Regions from separate parts of the Pan troglodytes genome. Here region 1 is linked to region 2. The links are chromatin contacts, called in public HiChIP or PLAC-seq maps. All regions are on one chromosome and are shown on one strand. The core of a region is the stretch at or near the end of the contact, and the rest is flanking DNA. Distances in the headings are between cores, read along the strand shown.

Evidence for each region. HiChIP or PLAC-seq counts read pairs in DNA pulled down with a chosen protein or histone mark.
Region 1: a contact with region 2 is called in an H3K4me3 HiChIP or PLAC-seq map of stem cell-derived excitatory neurons, with 6 times the contacts expected there. The contact joins the promoter of DBR1 here to the promoter of NME9 in region 2. A contact is called at or near these places in 2 of 7 Hi-C or Micro-C datasets (induced pluripotent stem cells and stem cell-derived neural progenitor cells) and 1 of 1 datasets of contacts at active chromatin or transcription factors (stem cell-derived excitatory neurons).

The regions. Positions count from the first base shown.
Region 1 is chr2:141,382,349-141,385,319 of NHGRI_mPanTro3-v2.0_pri, reverse strand. DBR1 (debranching RNA lariats 1) reads left to right here and starts at 1,554. Exons shown (of 8, transcript XM_526319.7): 1 at 1,554-1,914; 2 at 2,883-2,971. The coding sequence starts at 1,718.
Region 2 is chr2:141,541,955-141,544,693 of NHGRI_mPanTro3-v2.0_pri, reverse strand. It overlaps NME9 (NME/NM23 family member 9), which reads left to right and starts at 1,366. Exons shown (of 12, transcript XM_063807225.1): 1 at 1,366-1,486; 2 at 1,965-2,001. The coding sequence starts at 1,455.

The sequences.
Region 1 (2,971 bases), core at 305-2,804, 160 kb after region 2:
ATTTTCCAAAACTGAAAAAAGATACCAAGCTATAGATTCAGAAAGCATAAATGAGTAAGGTTCAAAAAAAAAAAACCACTTAGATATATTTTATTAAAATAGCTTTAAGGAGTAGGGAGAGAAAGTAGAGAAAGAGAAAACAGTAAATAGCAAAGAAAAAGACACATTACTGGCTGGGCGCGGTGGCTAACGCCTGTAATCCTAGCACTTCGGGAAGCCGAGGTGGGCGGATCACTTGAGGTCAGGAGTTCGAAACCAGCTTGGCCATCATGGTGAAACCCTGTCTCTACTAAAAATGCAAAAAATTAGCTGGGCATGGTGGTGTGCACCTGTAATCCCAGCTACTTGGGAGGCTGAGGCAGGAGAATCGCTTGAACTGGGGAGGCGGAGGTTTCAGTGAGCCGAGATCGTGCCACCGCCTCCAGCCTGGGCAACAGAGTGAGAGACTGTCTCAAAAAAACAAAAAACAAACAAACAAACAAAAAACCCACATTACTTTCAATGAAAAAAAACCTTAAGTTTATAGGTGACTTCTCAGTAGAAGATAATGCAAGCCAGAAGATAATAGAATGCTATTTTTGAAATGCTTTGTAAAAAAAAAAAAAAAACAAAACACACACACACTGCTTAACTGGTATTCAGTACTCAGTAAACACACCCTTTATGAATTAAGGTGAAACAAAGACATCTCTTTCTTTGTTTTTCTTTTTTTTTTTTTAGACGGAGTCTCACCCTGTCACCCAGGCTGGAGTGCAATGGCACGATCTCAGATCACTGCAACCTCTGCCTCCTGGGTTCAAGCGATTCTCCTGCCCCAGCCTCCTAAGTAGCTGGGATTACAGGTGTGCACCACCACGCCCAGCTAATTTTTTGTATCTTTAGTAGAGACAGGGTTTCACCATGTTGGCCATGCTGGTCTCAAACTCCTGACCTCGTGATCCGCCCGCCTCAGCCTCCCAAAGTGCTGGGATTACAGGTGTGAGCCAGCACACTGGCTTCTTTTCTTTTCTTCTCTCTCTCTTTCTCTTTTGTCTCTCTCTTTTTTTTTTTTTTTTTTTTTTTTCAGACGGAGTCTCGCTCTGTCGCCCAAGCTGGAGTGCAGGGGCGCGATCTCAGGTCACTGCAACCTCCGTCTCCTGGGTTTGAGGGATTCTCCTGCCTCAGCCTCTGAAGTAGCTGTGATTACAGACGTGCGCTACTGCGCCCAGCTAATTTTTGTATTTTTAGTAGAGACAGGGTTTCACCATTTTCCCCAGAGTGGAAAGAAATTTTTAAACAAACAAATATCTAGAAAAAAATTAATCTGTCGTCGGCCTACAGTAAACAAACAGGAAAACTTAAACTGAGCTCTTCAGACAGAAGAAAAATGATTCCAAAGAGAAAAATGGAAATCCAGGAAGAAAAGAGTAAGGATGGAAAGAGTACATTTGTGGATGTATATACAAAAAGATATTGACTGCATAAAACAATAATTAAAAAAAAGAAAAAAGGAAAAAAAGAAAATAAGTTCCCTGGGATCCCAGAATTAGGTTTGACCTTCCCGGTCCCTCTCTCGCGAGATCTGGAAACCGGAAGTGAATTATTTTGCAGGCGTCTACACCCAGGCGGTGGCTCTACTTATTAAAGTTGGCGGGAGCTGAGCGATCAGTCGGTCCTGGGCTGGCTGTGGTGTAGGGCGTTGCAGGCAGCGCTCATCTTACCTCCTCAGGCCGGCAGAATGCGGGTGGCTGTGGCTGGCTGCTGCCACGGCGAGCTGGATAAGATCTATGAGACGCTGGCGCTGGCAGAGCGGCGCGGCCCGGGGCCTGTCGACCTCTTGCTGTGCTGCGGCGACTTCCAGGCGGTGCGCAACGAGGCGGATCTACGCTGCATGGCCGTGCCGCCCAAGTATCGTCACATGCAAACCTTCTACAGGTGAGGACGCGGCCGGGCCCGGACTTGGCGGTGGGGGGGTGGGACTGGGTTCCCTCTGCCACTGGCTGCCTGTTTCCCTTAGATCCTGTCTTTGTTCGCTCTGTGTCTCTAATTGGTGCCTAACTGAATACAGGGGTGAGGTAGTGGGAGGCGGGAAATGTATTCAGTTAGGTACTGTATTCAGTTAGGTACCAAATTATGTCAGTTTCACTAGCACCCTATCTCATTAGGTGCTTAGGAAATGTCACTTTGCTTCTTTCCATACACATCTTATCCATTTCACAGGGTATCGAAGCCTGGGAGGGGATAACCTGGAGGAAGAAGCTGACAGGTTTAGATAGCTACCTTGTACTTGATAGGACTCTGGAATTAGTTCATTCAATGATCCTGAAGTTTTTACTGGGCGCCTGCTATGTGCTTGTTGTGGTTCTAGAAGATGAGGTTATGGCAATGAACTCGAAACAGTTCTTGACTTAATTGAACGGGCACTGACTTGAGGCTCAAGGTGGAAGCTCTTCATTCCTAAGGGCAAGGATGGATACTGGGCAATTCCTTTTTTTTTTTTTTTTTTCTTGAGACAGAGTTTCGCTTTGTTGCCCAGGCTGGAATGCAGTACCGCGATATTGACCCACTGCAACCTCCGTCTCCTGGGTTCAAGCGATTCTCCCACCTCAGCCTCCCGAGTAGCTGGGATTACACCCAGCTAATTTTTGCATTTTTAGTAGAGACGGGGTTTCACCACATTGGCCAGGTTGGTCTCGAACTCCTGACCTCAGGGGATCCGCCTGTGTCGGCCATCCAAAGTGCTGGGATTACAGGAGGGAGCCACCGCGTCCAGCCCCAGGCAATTCCTTTTGAAAGAGCTTTTTAACTTTTTATGATGAACTCAGTTTCTTTTTTTTTTTTGGAACTCATTTGCTTTTCTGCTATGCCTAATTGTGGTAACTGACTTTGCTCTTATGTTCTAGGTATTACTCTGGAGAGAAAAAGGCCCCAGTTCTCACACTGTTCATTGGGGGAAACCATGAAGCCTCAAATCATTTGCAAGAGTTACCCT
Region 2 (2,739 bases), core at 117-2,616:
CATGGAACTGAATATTGCCATGGGACTGAATGCAAGAAAAGAGTAGGTGGATTCGGAGCTGGAGTGGGAGAAGGTAGGATGACAGGTAGGAAGATGTTCGGTCTCCAGTATACCCATCGCCCTGTACTTCACAGAGGGTTGCTGGGTACCTCATGGCCAAACAGGGTATCAGCACTCCCTGGATGGAAATCATTTGGTGTATGCTTCACTTGGGAAGAATTGATATCTTAACAATATTAATTCTTCCTATCCATGAACATGGAATATTTCTTCATTTATTTAAATCTGTGAGATCTCTTTCATCAGCTGTGATTGATTCCTAGTTTAATTCTATTGTAGTCAGAGAACAGACTTTGTTCTATCCTTTTAAATTTGTTAAGCTATGTTTTAGGGCCTAGATTGTGGTCTATCTCAGTGAATGTCCCATGTGAGCTTGAGAAAGAATCTATATTCCGCTGTTGTTGAGCTAAATATTGTATAAATGTCAATTAGATCAATTTCATATATTTTTTTCAGTTCAACTATATCCTTGCTCATTTGCTTCTGCTGGATGTATTAATTACTTTTTAAAAATGGTATGAAAGCATTCTATTATAATACTGAGTTTACCTATTTTTCCTTGCAGTTTTATCTTCTTTTGCCTCACATATTTCGGTGCTCTGTTTTTAAGTACATACATATTAAGTATTGTTATGTCTTCCCAAATAACTGATCCCTTTAACTTTATGTAATGTCCCTGTTTATACCTGATAAATTTCCTTGTTCTGAAGTCTGCTTTTCTTGAAATTAACATACCTACTTCAGCTATTTTTTTAATTAGTGTCAGCCTGGTATAGCTTTCTCTATCCTTTTGCTTTTAATGTATTTTCTTGTAGATAACACACGATTGGGCTTTGTTTTTGAAATCCATTCTGACAATCTCTTTTTTAATTGGTGTAATCAGATTATTCACATTTAAAGTGGTTATTGATACAGTTGGATTAATATCTACAATGTCTGTAACTGTTTTGTATGTGTCTCACTTGACTTTCATATCTAATTTTGAATTTGTAATTTCATATTCTTTGCCTTAAAGAGAACGCTTGCAGACCCCTCAAAACCTGGAGACACCCCCCACCTTGCACACATTATACCGGTATGTGATGGTAGAAAAGCTGCACATCAGTCTTGGCAGGCAGGGCAGGAGGGATGCAGGGATTCACAGATGCGACTGTGCAACGCACAGATGCACTGGGTCTTTGCTTGGTGGGTTCAAACCTCCAGACGCTGACAAACGCTGCAGCCAATGAGTGGGTTCCTATGGTCCGATATGGAGGGCAAGGGGCGGGACTCCCTCCTGCCTCTCCCTGGCTGGGTTCAGAGCCTCCGCGGAGAGACTGCGTTGGGCCCAGAGTGGGCGTGGCTTACGTGTCCGCCGGCTTTCCTGGCAGGCCTGGCGGGGGGGCCAGGTTGCCATGACGACCGCGGCTAGGTCGCTGCAGACTCGGTTGGTGACTCCGGGCGCGTCGAAGATCTTGTACCTGTCGTTCGCAGTGGCTCAGTTTCCCAGTAATCCATAAGAACAGCAGGGATAACAGGGTCCCATGTCGTTTTTTTTGTCAGAATTCCTCGACTGGCGACCCTGTGCCCGACAGGCTGCACCGCGCCCGGCGCACTGACTCCGGCCTCTGCGCGCGCCCCCTGGCCGGCTCCGGGGTGGGGAGGGGGCTTCGCACATCCCCAGAAAACCGCCCGGCGAGCCACGAGCCCGTGGACTGCAGGCTCCGCTTCCTCGTGGGGTGTTCACTTTGTATCAGTGTGTTGATTTGCCGCCAGTTAGAAGCACCTTAAAAAGGGGCCGGGGGCCGTAGGAGGGGGGCTTGTCTGAAGGAGGCTCTGGGCTTGCTGATCCACGCAGCGGTTTGTCGCGAGGCTGCGGGGGAACGGCCCACGGCCGCGGTAACAGGGCTTCGTCTTCTTTACAGAGCCATGGGCAGCAGGAAGAAGGAAATTGCCCTGCAGGTAAGCCTCAAGGGGCGCTAGCTTCCAGCTCTGGGTTGGGCTCGGGGAAGAGGAGGGTGATTAGAGCGGGGTTGCAGTATAAAAGTGACATTCTGTTTGCCAGCAGTACGTGACAGTGTTCTCAAACTTGAGTGATGTACCCTTCCGTCTTAAAGGGACAAAACTTATCTTGGAACCCCAGTGATGACAAATTTTATGCAAACAAAATTAATGCAAACAAAACTGAGTAGAAGCTGTTTATATTTATAGTGCTTATACAACCATAAAACCTAAACATGCATTAAATAAAGCTACAAACCAAGAAAATACGAATCAACATAACTCGATGTGACCGTTATTTTGTTCTTGTTGAAATACAACTGCAGCTTGCACAGAGAATACAGTATAGGTTCTTTTGACTTTGGGCATGAGTCTGTAACTGTGTGCTTTGTGGAGACCCAGTTATCCCACCACTGTTCTCATCAAATTTCACTTATTAACAAATGTGTTTTGAGATATATTATGTGCTGGACATTTGTTATATAGAGTGCCTTACTTCATTTGCATGTGGGACAAGTGAATTCAGAAGCCAGCAACTGCTCTTCTTCTTGGTCCTGGACAATAGACAGTGGTTGATTCTGAAGTGATGGTAAAAACATGCAGGCATAGACCCTGGAATTAAGAGAGAGTGCTTGGTCATAAGGAGATCAGCTGGATGATCTGCAACATGGGAACATTTTAAAACGAACTTAAAATGCC